Regions from separate parts of the Gossypium arboreum genome. Here region 2 is linked to region 1. Evidence: chromatin contacts called from public Hi-C data. All regions are on one chromosome and are shown on one strand. Each heading gives the region's core, a stretch centred on a gene start, on an enhancer-like site or on the middle of the called end of the contact. The rest is flanking DNA. Distances are from core to core; before and after follow the strand shown.

Region 1 (5,078 bases), core at 722-3,221:
AACAATCTCGACTCCAGCACAAAAGTTTTGGTGATGTTTTTTTCCTTAAATGAAAGTGGCATGTACATAGGTGTTGTAATGGTCACTTTAAAATATTTTATGATTTTGGTTGTAATAAATGATATTTGGTGTTTTGGTACTAAGTTAAATGAAATGGTTTGACAAATTTGGTAAGTTTGGTATTAAACTTGGGAAGAAAAATGAATAAAGCTAGTTAGTAAAATTTTATATGATTTTATGAATGTAATTTGATTATGTGGTTAAGTCATTTAGTGTGCAAATGTGTTGGATGAAAGATTTGTTTTGGATTGGTATCAGTTTGAAACTTGCAGGGAAGGTTAAATATTTATAAAGAGGTTATATTGAGTTTTAAAAAAAAAATTACGAAATATTTCTAGAGTACCTGAACAAGTCCCAATTCGATTACGTGTGATTTGGATCTCGAGGGTCCATTATAGGGACTTTATGATTAAATCAAGATATGTATGTCATTTATTTCAAATTAATTGTAAATTGTCTGATATGTTCTGTAATGCCTCGTAACCCTGTTCCGGCGATGGTCTAGGGTTAAGGGGTGTTACAGCTCGCTCCTCTAAAATTGACGAGTTTCAGCAGTCGCCTTAGATGGACAAGATTTAATGACTTATCCGACATCATGATATCCTCGATGATCTGAAGGATGTACACTTAAGCGTATTGTTCTCTTTGTACTTTAGTCGAATCATTAACCAGCTCCGCTAATTTTTTTTGTATCCAAGCCATTTTGATTCGACCTTCGTAAATCATCTCCAGAACTGCACCCAAAAGATCTAAACATATGGCTCCCCAATCAGTGACTAAACAAACCCATTAACTACCAACTTATCCATGGGTAACCCCAATTGTAAATGCACGTCCTCTAGAGTGATAGTACACTCGTCGCTTGAAAAATGGAATGTGTGTGTCTCGAGTCTCCACCTTTCCACCAATGCGCTTATGAGTTTCGGGTCCAACTTACACTCTCAGCCTACAAGGGCCATGTGCCAAAAACTGGTTTCCCTCAAGTATGGTTCGATCAACGGTGATAGAGGACCGTGTAGATTACGAATATGACATTGTAAAATTCGATCTTCTACCTATTTACATAAAAATTATAAAAAACGTTAAGTTAAAATATAACAATGAAATAAAAAAATTAAACAAGATTAAAATTTATTTTTACCGTTTACAATTGATTGATGGAGATATGCTTGATATCAAGACGGATTAGAGACTCGACCATTGCTAAATTATATAGAACACGAAAAAATTTCTTAAAAATATTAATAAAAATAGAATAAAAATAGAATTTGAATAGAAATATAATTTTAGTAAAAAATTTAAGAGAGAATTTGAGAGATTTTTGAGAGTTTTTTGAGAGTTGATTGAAAAATTTGAGAGATTTAATAAAGAAATATGAGAAATGTGAGAAATTAGTAGGTGAGAGATTTATAGTTTCTTTTTTTAGTGTCAGGGGGGAAATGACTATTTAAAATAGTCGTTGGAAGTGACTATTGGGGAGGGGAAAAACGCACTGATCTGGAAGCGTTTTTCTAGTTTTCCCTTAAAAGCGACACCAATTGAAAGTGTTTTAGCAAATTCAGTCCATTTCCACCATTTTTTAAAAAACTGACCTATTTCCTTAATTTTTAAAAAAATGGCTTTATTCCATAATTTATCCCATGATTACCTTTCCCATTTTAAAAAATAATTATTCACTTAAAAATTACTATTTTAAAATTTAAAATCTTTGTTTAAAAAAAAACAAGTGAATGTCATGGATTTTAAATTTCAAAAAAAATTAACTCCGACAGACTCAAGTCAAAATTTATTCAACTTATTTAAAAAATTTAAATTAAATTAATAAAATAAAACTCTTGATCCAAGGCTCATTCTAATTTTGTTTGTTTGTATTATTTTTAAAATCAGAAATTGACCTAATTTTAATTTTCAAAATATGTTGGGAGTTTGCAAAACAGAAAACGGTTTGCCAAATTTCAAGTGACGGGAACAAACGGCTTCCAGGTTTGTCGTTTTCGACGGTGCGTTAAGAAAACGCGCTTGCATAGAAGCGCGTACCAGACAGCCATCATCAATTTCATGAAGCAGTTGCTTTTGCTGTAGGCTACACTCCAGTAATAAAGCACCTCCCCACCTTTCCAGCCCCCACTCCCACTCTCTGTGTCTCTCACGGACGCAGTTCTCCCTTTACTCTCTCAATTTTCTACTCTCATCCCAAGAATCCCTTTTCCATGTTCTCATCTCCCAAACTAGAAAGGAAAAGGGAAGACCTATTTTCTTCTCTGCATTGTTGCGTTAGATCTTTGCCGCATTTCATGGATCGACTACAATCACGCCGACTCTCATTCCCTTCATCTTCTCTCTCCTAGGGTTTTTGTTCCGTTTCTTTTACCTTTTTTTTGGAGGGGCGCTTGGCGGCGGAGCAGCTTAGGTTTTAGTTTTGTTTGGTTTAGTTATGAGGTGTGTCGTTTCGCTCGGAGAGAGCAACGGAGAGTTTGGCTGGCGGCGAATGGTCCATCGGAAACTTAGGAATCTCCAGTGTCTCTCCGACGACTCGCACGTTGTTCGAGTTGGTGTCTGACGATGGTTGCTGTGGACTCTGGTTCGGCGAGAGAAGATGCCTGCTTTGACTCTGTTCATTTTGCTTCTTGTTTACTTACCCAGCTTTCTCTCTTGTTCTTGTTTCGGTATCACTCTTTCTGGATACTTGCTCTTCTGCTTTTTTCTTCTTCTTTAATTTCGTTTTATCTGTTTGGTTGCGGAGCCAATAATAGATAAGGAAGGGAAGTGGACTAAAATCTAGTCCGAGTTAGCTTTTAATTTTATTTATAGAAATTAAGAAAAGGTCAGCATGCTTTATGAAGCTAAGTAGGCTTTGGCTTTACTGCTGATTGGCTCTCTTTATGTCTACTTAAACTTTCCACTATAACGTTTATCCTTTAGCTTAATCTTTCGAGTTCGCCAAAACTAAAGAAAGCGGAAAAAAGAAAATTTTAAAATGTAAAGAAGGGTTCGCTTTTTGAGTAATTTGTTAGTCCCCTGTTTTCTAATTCCATACAGTATCTTGAGAAAATAATAATAATTTGGAAAAAGGGATATCAGATGAGCTATTCATATCTTAGCCCTTTGAGGAATATACTATGGATAATATGGACGTCAGGAATAATTACATATTATTATTTATCCTAAAAGGTTAGCTCAAATTATAAGTGTTCTAATACCATTAAAGTTAACTGAGCTTCAATTATCAAATAATGTTCGTGAATTCCGGATTTCCTGTTAGTTTTCTTTGTTTTATTTATATTTTATTTTTCCATGGATGCTTCTTGAAAAGAGTATGAGCCTTAAATATTTGTATTATAGCTTCTGTATAGCAATGCTTTTGGGTACAATCCTTCTTGAGTAAACGGTCAAAATCAGTTACCCTTGGAAATGTTAAAATCTTTGTTATAGTTATCTAATTTCTTGTAATTTGTGGTTATTATGTGTTGCATGCAAATAGAGTTAAGGACATGTGTTGCCATAACGGTTACAATAACTATAGTTCATTAAGGAAGACTAACATCACTGCCATTTAATTTTTATCTTTTTTACCAGGACTGCAAATATTATTGTCTCCTTTACAACCAGTGCACCAGTTGTCTGCGATGGAAACAATCATTGATCATGGTAACAATTTATTTATCTTTAAATCTTAATGAAGTTGAATAAATTCTTTTGATTAATTTCCTGTCTAGACTTGAAATGATCAATTATTTATATCCAAGTAGGTAAAGCTTGATGTTTTATCCATGAAGCTATAATGTTAACTGAAAATACTTGATGTGATGTTTGGAACATGAATTTGAAAATTTGGATTTGGATTTCATTTGCCATATAAATTGTTAGAAGGAAATGCATTCCTTATGAATAAATTAGTTGGATTTCAAGATAAATATTTATTTGGAAAGTATAAAAAGCATGAATTTGTGAAGTTCATAAATTCTTTTAAGAATTTCAAATTCACTACTAAATAGGCATCCAACAAATCCATGGATTTGAGAAAAAATTATGAGTGTTACATTTGTATGTGTGTTATAACTCAATTTGCCCAATTTTTGAAATCCAAATCCAAAATTTGAAATTCAAGTTGTTGAATGCTACTGGGGAATTTTTTTAATGTAATTAATGTTTTTTTGTAGCCTAAGCTAATACCAGTCTAACTCGTGAAGAGTCTTATTGACGATGCCTTAGGGTTAGTTTACCATTGAGGTTGAACAGTGCTTTTAGAAAGTCAGGTGGAAATATATTTTTAAAAAGATTGACAGTGTTTACCATTAGGGGTGTACAAACGATTAATTCAGTTGGTTTGCTTGGTTTTTTAAACTTAACTGGTCATCATATAATAACCAAACTGACCTACTTATATAAACCGACCTAACGAACTGACTTAACATCGGTCGGTTAACTCGGTTAACTGACTTAAAAAAAAAAAATTATAAAATGTATATTTTAAAATAATGAATATATTGATATAATTAACCGACTTAACTGATTTATATATTATAAAATATAAATTTATCTAAAATAATTAGAAAATATTAAATATTAAGTCAGTCGGTTCGTATGTGAAATTCAATAATCAATAACTGATTGACACCAAATAAACCAACCTTACAACTGATTTAACCACTAAACCAACTTAACCAAATTAATCGGTTAAATCAATTAAATCCGTTTTAACCGATTTATGCATTTACTATTGCTCTCAAAAAGTGCTTTTGAGAAGATAAAATGTCTATTTTAGAGATGATGTTGTAAAGTAGAAGATATATTGAACTTCTTTAATGAGGATAAGAAGGTAATTTCTGCCAAAAGCACTTTTGCAAAAGCTTAAAGCTAAAAATTTTGGCTTTCTGGTTTGAGTTAAAATCACAGTTTAAAAACATGGTTTGGTTTGAAAATGTACTTGTTTACTATTGCATTTGGCTTAAAATCATGATTTGGTATGAAAAACACTTTTGAACCTCAATGGTTAACGGAGCTTTAATTTGTTGAAC
Region 2 (5,078 bases), core at 646-3,145, 290 kb before region 1:
TCTTCAAGCAATGGCTCCTGAAGGTCGGAGTTTCTATACAATTCTATACCGGTTGCACCTCTAATTGCAACAAAGCAAAGAAATGCAAGAGCCGGTGTTACAACAAAATTGGCGACAACATGGGAAGTCAAGTGGTTCGAACCATACACTAAAAGTGATTTTCCATCGACATACAAGGTACAGATGCAAATCACAAAAGAAATAAACCACCATACCCTCAACAACAATGGGAATTTCTCGAGCACCTTAAACTTACAATGAAGAGCTAAAAAACTCAATACAAACCAAGCTAAACCTTGAGCAGCAGGCAAGGCAATAACAGACCAAACCACAACCTTCCCATCAACAGCCTCTCTTATCAAACCAAATCCATCAAATCCCAGCACCACAACTTGCACAAGCAGCACATAGAAACAACAACATACAGAGAATTTAAACCCAGTGCCGACAACAACATCTCCAACTTCAGCATCACCACTAATGCTTCTCCTAATTGGGCTTGAATTCCCAACAGAATCATCCTTAAGAAATCGAGTTCGACCGACACAGACAAGTATTTTCCTTGCAGATATTGTGAAAAGGAACACCAGGAGAAGTGTGAGATCGATGCAAATGGAGGATAGTTCCAAAATGGGCAAACCTTGCATCGTCCCCGCAAGGGAAAAATGTGGTTGTTGTCCGGCGGATGCTGGTGAAGAAGAAGAATGAGTCGCAATGCTATTGAGCAAACGAGTGAATCCCATTGTTGAAAAGGGTGAGTTTCGTGTGAAAGAGAGACCCAAAAAACAAGCTGAGTAGGCGGCTTTGTCGATGATGTCGATGAATCAAGTAAGAAGTGAGATCAAATCGTGTGAAGAAGGGCATCTCACCATCTGAAAGCAATGAAAGAGGCAAAACCACAACAACAAAAGGGTTATTTAGAGATAGAATCTACAGACTTACACATGAAAACAAATAGATTTTTTATAACACGGATAACGAAGACTGAAAACACAAACAGAAATGATTCCTTTTATTTCCACAAACTCATAGACACACTCTCTCTCTCTCTTTCGTGTCTCTCTATATGAGATATCTGGTGGAGAGACCCGAAGGAGACAAATAAAGGGACCAAAAATCAAAAGCAAAAAAAGAAAAGAAAAGAAATGAAAGAAAAAAACCCATATCTGAAACAAAAATATTAAATAAAACTGAACCTGGGTTTTTGTCCTCTGATCAACCTGAACAAGATGTCCCGACTCTCTCCTCTTTTTATTCCGAAAAAAGAAACAAACCCTTTTTTTGTGATATACAAAAGGAGTACCACTCCTACACCAGCATTCCAAAATACAGACGAATCGTCTTTGAATTGAATTAGATGCTGAGCAGCCTAAACCCAATAAGCCTATAAGCATGTAGAACGTAAACAAGCAAAGAAAAAGAAATATAAAACCTATATGAAATGTGTGTGTTAATATATAATATATGAAGAGAAAGAGAGAGAGAGAAATGGTTCCAGTGTCTCCCTCTTTTTTAAAGAGAAAATGTTGTGTTTTTTTATCTTTAAGCTCTGCAAAAAAGTCGTAATCGCCGTGTGTGAAAGTATGGGAGGTCTCTTTCTACAAAAATGAAGGATCTGTTTTAGTTATTAAGGCTTCTAATTTCTAGTTTTGTTGTTTTTACAAATTAATATATAATAATTAATAATTAATTGATTATAAAAAATGCCCACATTTTGATGTGTTGATGAGATCATGAAAAGGTTCTTCTCCTATAATGTCTTAATAAAGAAAACATTACTCATTAGATCATCTTTTTCTTTTCACCGTTACTCTGTGTTTTTGAGAAATTAACATAAAAAATAAAAGGGTTTTTGTTTGTTTCCACTTTTTCATTTGTGTTTGAGGTGGTGATGTGGTGGCAATGGCGGTGGGGCTGATTTCATTTTTAAATCTCATTTTTATTTTATTTTATTTTGGATAAATTTTAAAGTTAATATATAATTTTATTCAATTCTTACCAAATATAATTATTAATATAACATCATTTTATACTTATATATTATCAAAATATAATAAATTAATGTATTTATTTTTTCAAATATATATGATTGAATCAAAATTAAAGTTTTATGTATACTTGAACTAGATTCAAAATTTCATATATATAATTGCTCCAAATTAAAATTTATGTATCAAATTACATATTAAATTAAAATTTATGTATAATTTTGAGATTTATCTTTTAATTTTATAACGATTTTTATCAATTTGACTTTTATTCTTTTTCAAGTTAAATTTGGTCATCAAATTTTTTAAAAATTAAAATTGACTATTAATCTTCTTTTTAAAGAGTTGTTATAGTTATATATGCTATGAATTTTAGTCTATAAATAGACCTTAGTTACTCTAGATTTTACACAATAAAAATAATTTAGATTGAGAAAATTTTGTTATGGTGATTCGGATTTTTTTTTTTAATTCTCTCCATCTTTTGTACTATCTTTTTACTTGTTGTTTTTTATTCTCATATAAAATTTACATGATTGACATTTTCAATCCTTATTTTATTCACTTTGTTGATTGTTGAATCGGGTCTATCCCCTACAATTATCGTGCCTTAAATTATTTAAAATTGCAATCAAATCAATTATTAATAAAATAATTAAGGTTCCCGCATCGATCTCAAAATTCTTAAAATCAGGAGTTTAGGACTAAATTATTTGATTGGAATGGGATTGATCATCATCTTTGGCTTAGAATCAAAGAGTTTTCCTAGGATTAACGAGCAAGAAAAGGAGGCTTTTGGGGGTAATGATGCTTTAAATTTCTAAATTAAAGTAAAAAAACAAAGATTATTACCCAACTCCGCTCCCCACTTAAGCAGTCGAGTCGGGTACATGGGACCAAACTGTAAACCTTAGCGTCCTTTTTTCTGCCACACAGCACTTTTCGCATTTCCTTTGGCAGTTTCCTAAGGAAAAGAGAAAATGATGAAAAAAAGTTTTTGTTTGTTTCTCAGGAAAATAGCACATGTGGTGGATTCTGGAAGGGCTTGTCTTCACCCTTCATTTCATCACATTTTCTTTTTAAGAATTTAATATAAATAAATAAATTATTTTCTCTTTCTCATTTTGCTAAAAGTTAGCATTTAGCACGGTAGTTTTAGTTTACTCTAAACCAAAAAAAGTAAATGTCATTACTCTTTAATTTAATGATTTTGGCATAAATAAGCTTTGGTTTTGAAATTCACTTTTAAATTTTAATAATTTTAAATATAAAGCAAAAATATGATTATTTAATATATATATATATAATACTTTAAACACAATTAATACCAAGTATACTGGTAATATATTTTTTATTCTATAAGCGCTTTTAAAGAATTATTATATATCTCTTTTTTCAAAATACTTTTTAATATTAAACTATATTCTTATAGAGCACTTGTCAACCCTTATCTGTGCTTGAGGAGTCTAAAAAGTTCAGTGGCAATGTACCATTGTAATTACACAATGATAGCATGTTTGGATAACCATTGTAATTAACGAGTCTCACCGAATTTAGTGTAATTGAAGTACCCTAATTACACTTTTCAATTCTTAAGAGTTGGTGAGAATTGGAGTAATTACGTAATAAATTTAATTTTAAAAAATTATTTTTATACAAGTTATAAAAAAATTATATTATAAGTAGGAACATTTATAAATGTTTGGGATGGTTATGATAAAAAATTTCTTATATTATAAAAATAATTTGTGTAGCTTAAAAATTCTAAAGTTAAGGTCTAAAATAATATATTTATTTATAAAAAATTATGACAATTTGTTTATTTGTCCATGTTATATATTATAAAATAATATACTTATTCATAAAAAGAATGTTATAGTTTTTAACCATAACTTATTTATAAAATGTAAACTTTTAAAGTTATGGCAAAAATATATTATTTATAAGAAGTATTGTGAACGTGTTGGACAAATTATAAAACTTTTTTATATATTATAAATTTTATATTATTTTTACTTAATTTACGTATTATAAAAATGGATATAACTTTAAGTCTTTCTTCTAATTAAGTTTATATAAGTTTTTATTATTAAAGTTATAGACTATTTGGACTAAGAACTTAAATATTATAAGGTCAATGTTAATTATGCAAATAGAAAAAATTTTCTTGCACGATATCGTGGGGTGTGATACCATTTGAGAGAATAGAGCCACACACAAACACCATAGACAGCTCACGAACTATTTTTGTTTTTTTTATCTAATATTTCTCATATTAACAACATTACTTAGTATAGCATAATAAATAAGGTTGGACCATACTTGAATCATAGGTGAAATTGAGATGATTTATACTTCAAAGAATACATGGAAGAAGAAGATCTTGATAATCTTAATGATGCATATTCAAATTCGGATGATGAAGATGAAATTGGTCAACGACCAACAAGTGACGATAAGGAGCATATGTTAAATATTAAATAGGAATAATCAAATGAATATGTACTAGAATAATTAGATAAAATTGTATATGATTTTTATTTTCTTATTATTTTATTAGTAATCGTATTTTATCAACTACTTTTTGGACTAACATAACACATATGGTTATTTGATTTTATTTTTTGTTGCTTGTTTAGAAATTATTTTTATCACACTATTTATTTTTATAGTAATTAATATCTTTTAAAATGTAAATTATATAACTGTGTAATTACAATCTATACTACCAAACATGACATAGGAAATTATAATGTAATTACACTCTATCATCCAAACATGTCCAGGAAATTATAATTCTTTGTAATTATAATAGAGTGTTTTTATTCAATTACTCTATGCTATCCAAACATACCCTAAACTAAATTAGCCAAAATTGTTGTCATTCAAGTATGGAGTATTAGCTAACTTGCAACACATTTTTGATGGGATTTAGAATCTCCTGGGTTGAATTGTCTTTTTATATGGTTCGAAAGATATCTCTTTGCTTTCTAACACATTTTGAAATACGTCAATTTGAATACCAGAACACAAGTTATAGTTCATTTAGTGAAGACCCATGAGTAAAAATCATCACTTTTTGTTAGAAGT

What was found. Hi-C and Micro-C count contacts between places; a contact is called where the count stands out from the background.
Region 2: a Hi-C map of leaf shows a contact between it and region 1, with 2.0 times the contacts expected there. The contact joins the promoter of LOC108451132 here to the promoter of LOC108457218 in region 1. A contact is called at or near these places in 2 of 5 Hi-C or Micro-C datasets (both in leaf).

Annotation. Positions count from the first base shown.
Region 1 is chr7:62,638,775-62,643,852 of ASM2569848v2, reverse strand. LOC108457218 (receptor-like serine/threonine-protein kinase ALE2) reads left to right here and starts at 1,971. Exons shown (of 9, transcript XM_017756155.2): 1 at 1,971-2,726; 2 at 3,637-3,708. The coding sequence starts at 2,657.
Region 2 is chr7:62,932,143-62,937,220 of ASM2569848v2, reverse strand. It overlaps LOC108451132 (ABC transporter C family member 5-like), which reads right to left and starts at 1,895. Exons shown (of 12, transcript XM_017748863.2): 1 at 1,197-1,895; 2 at 1-872. The coding sequence starts at 743.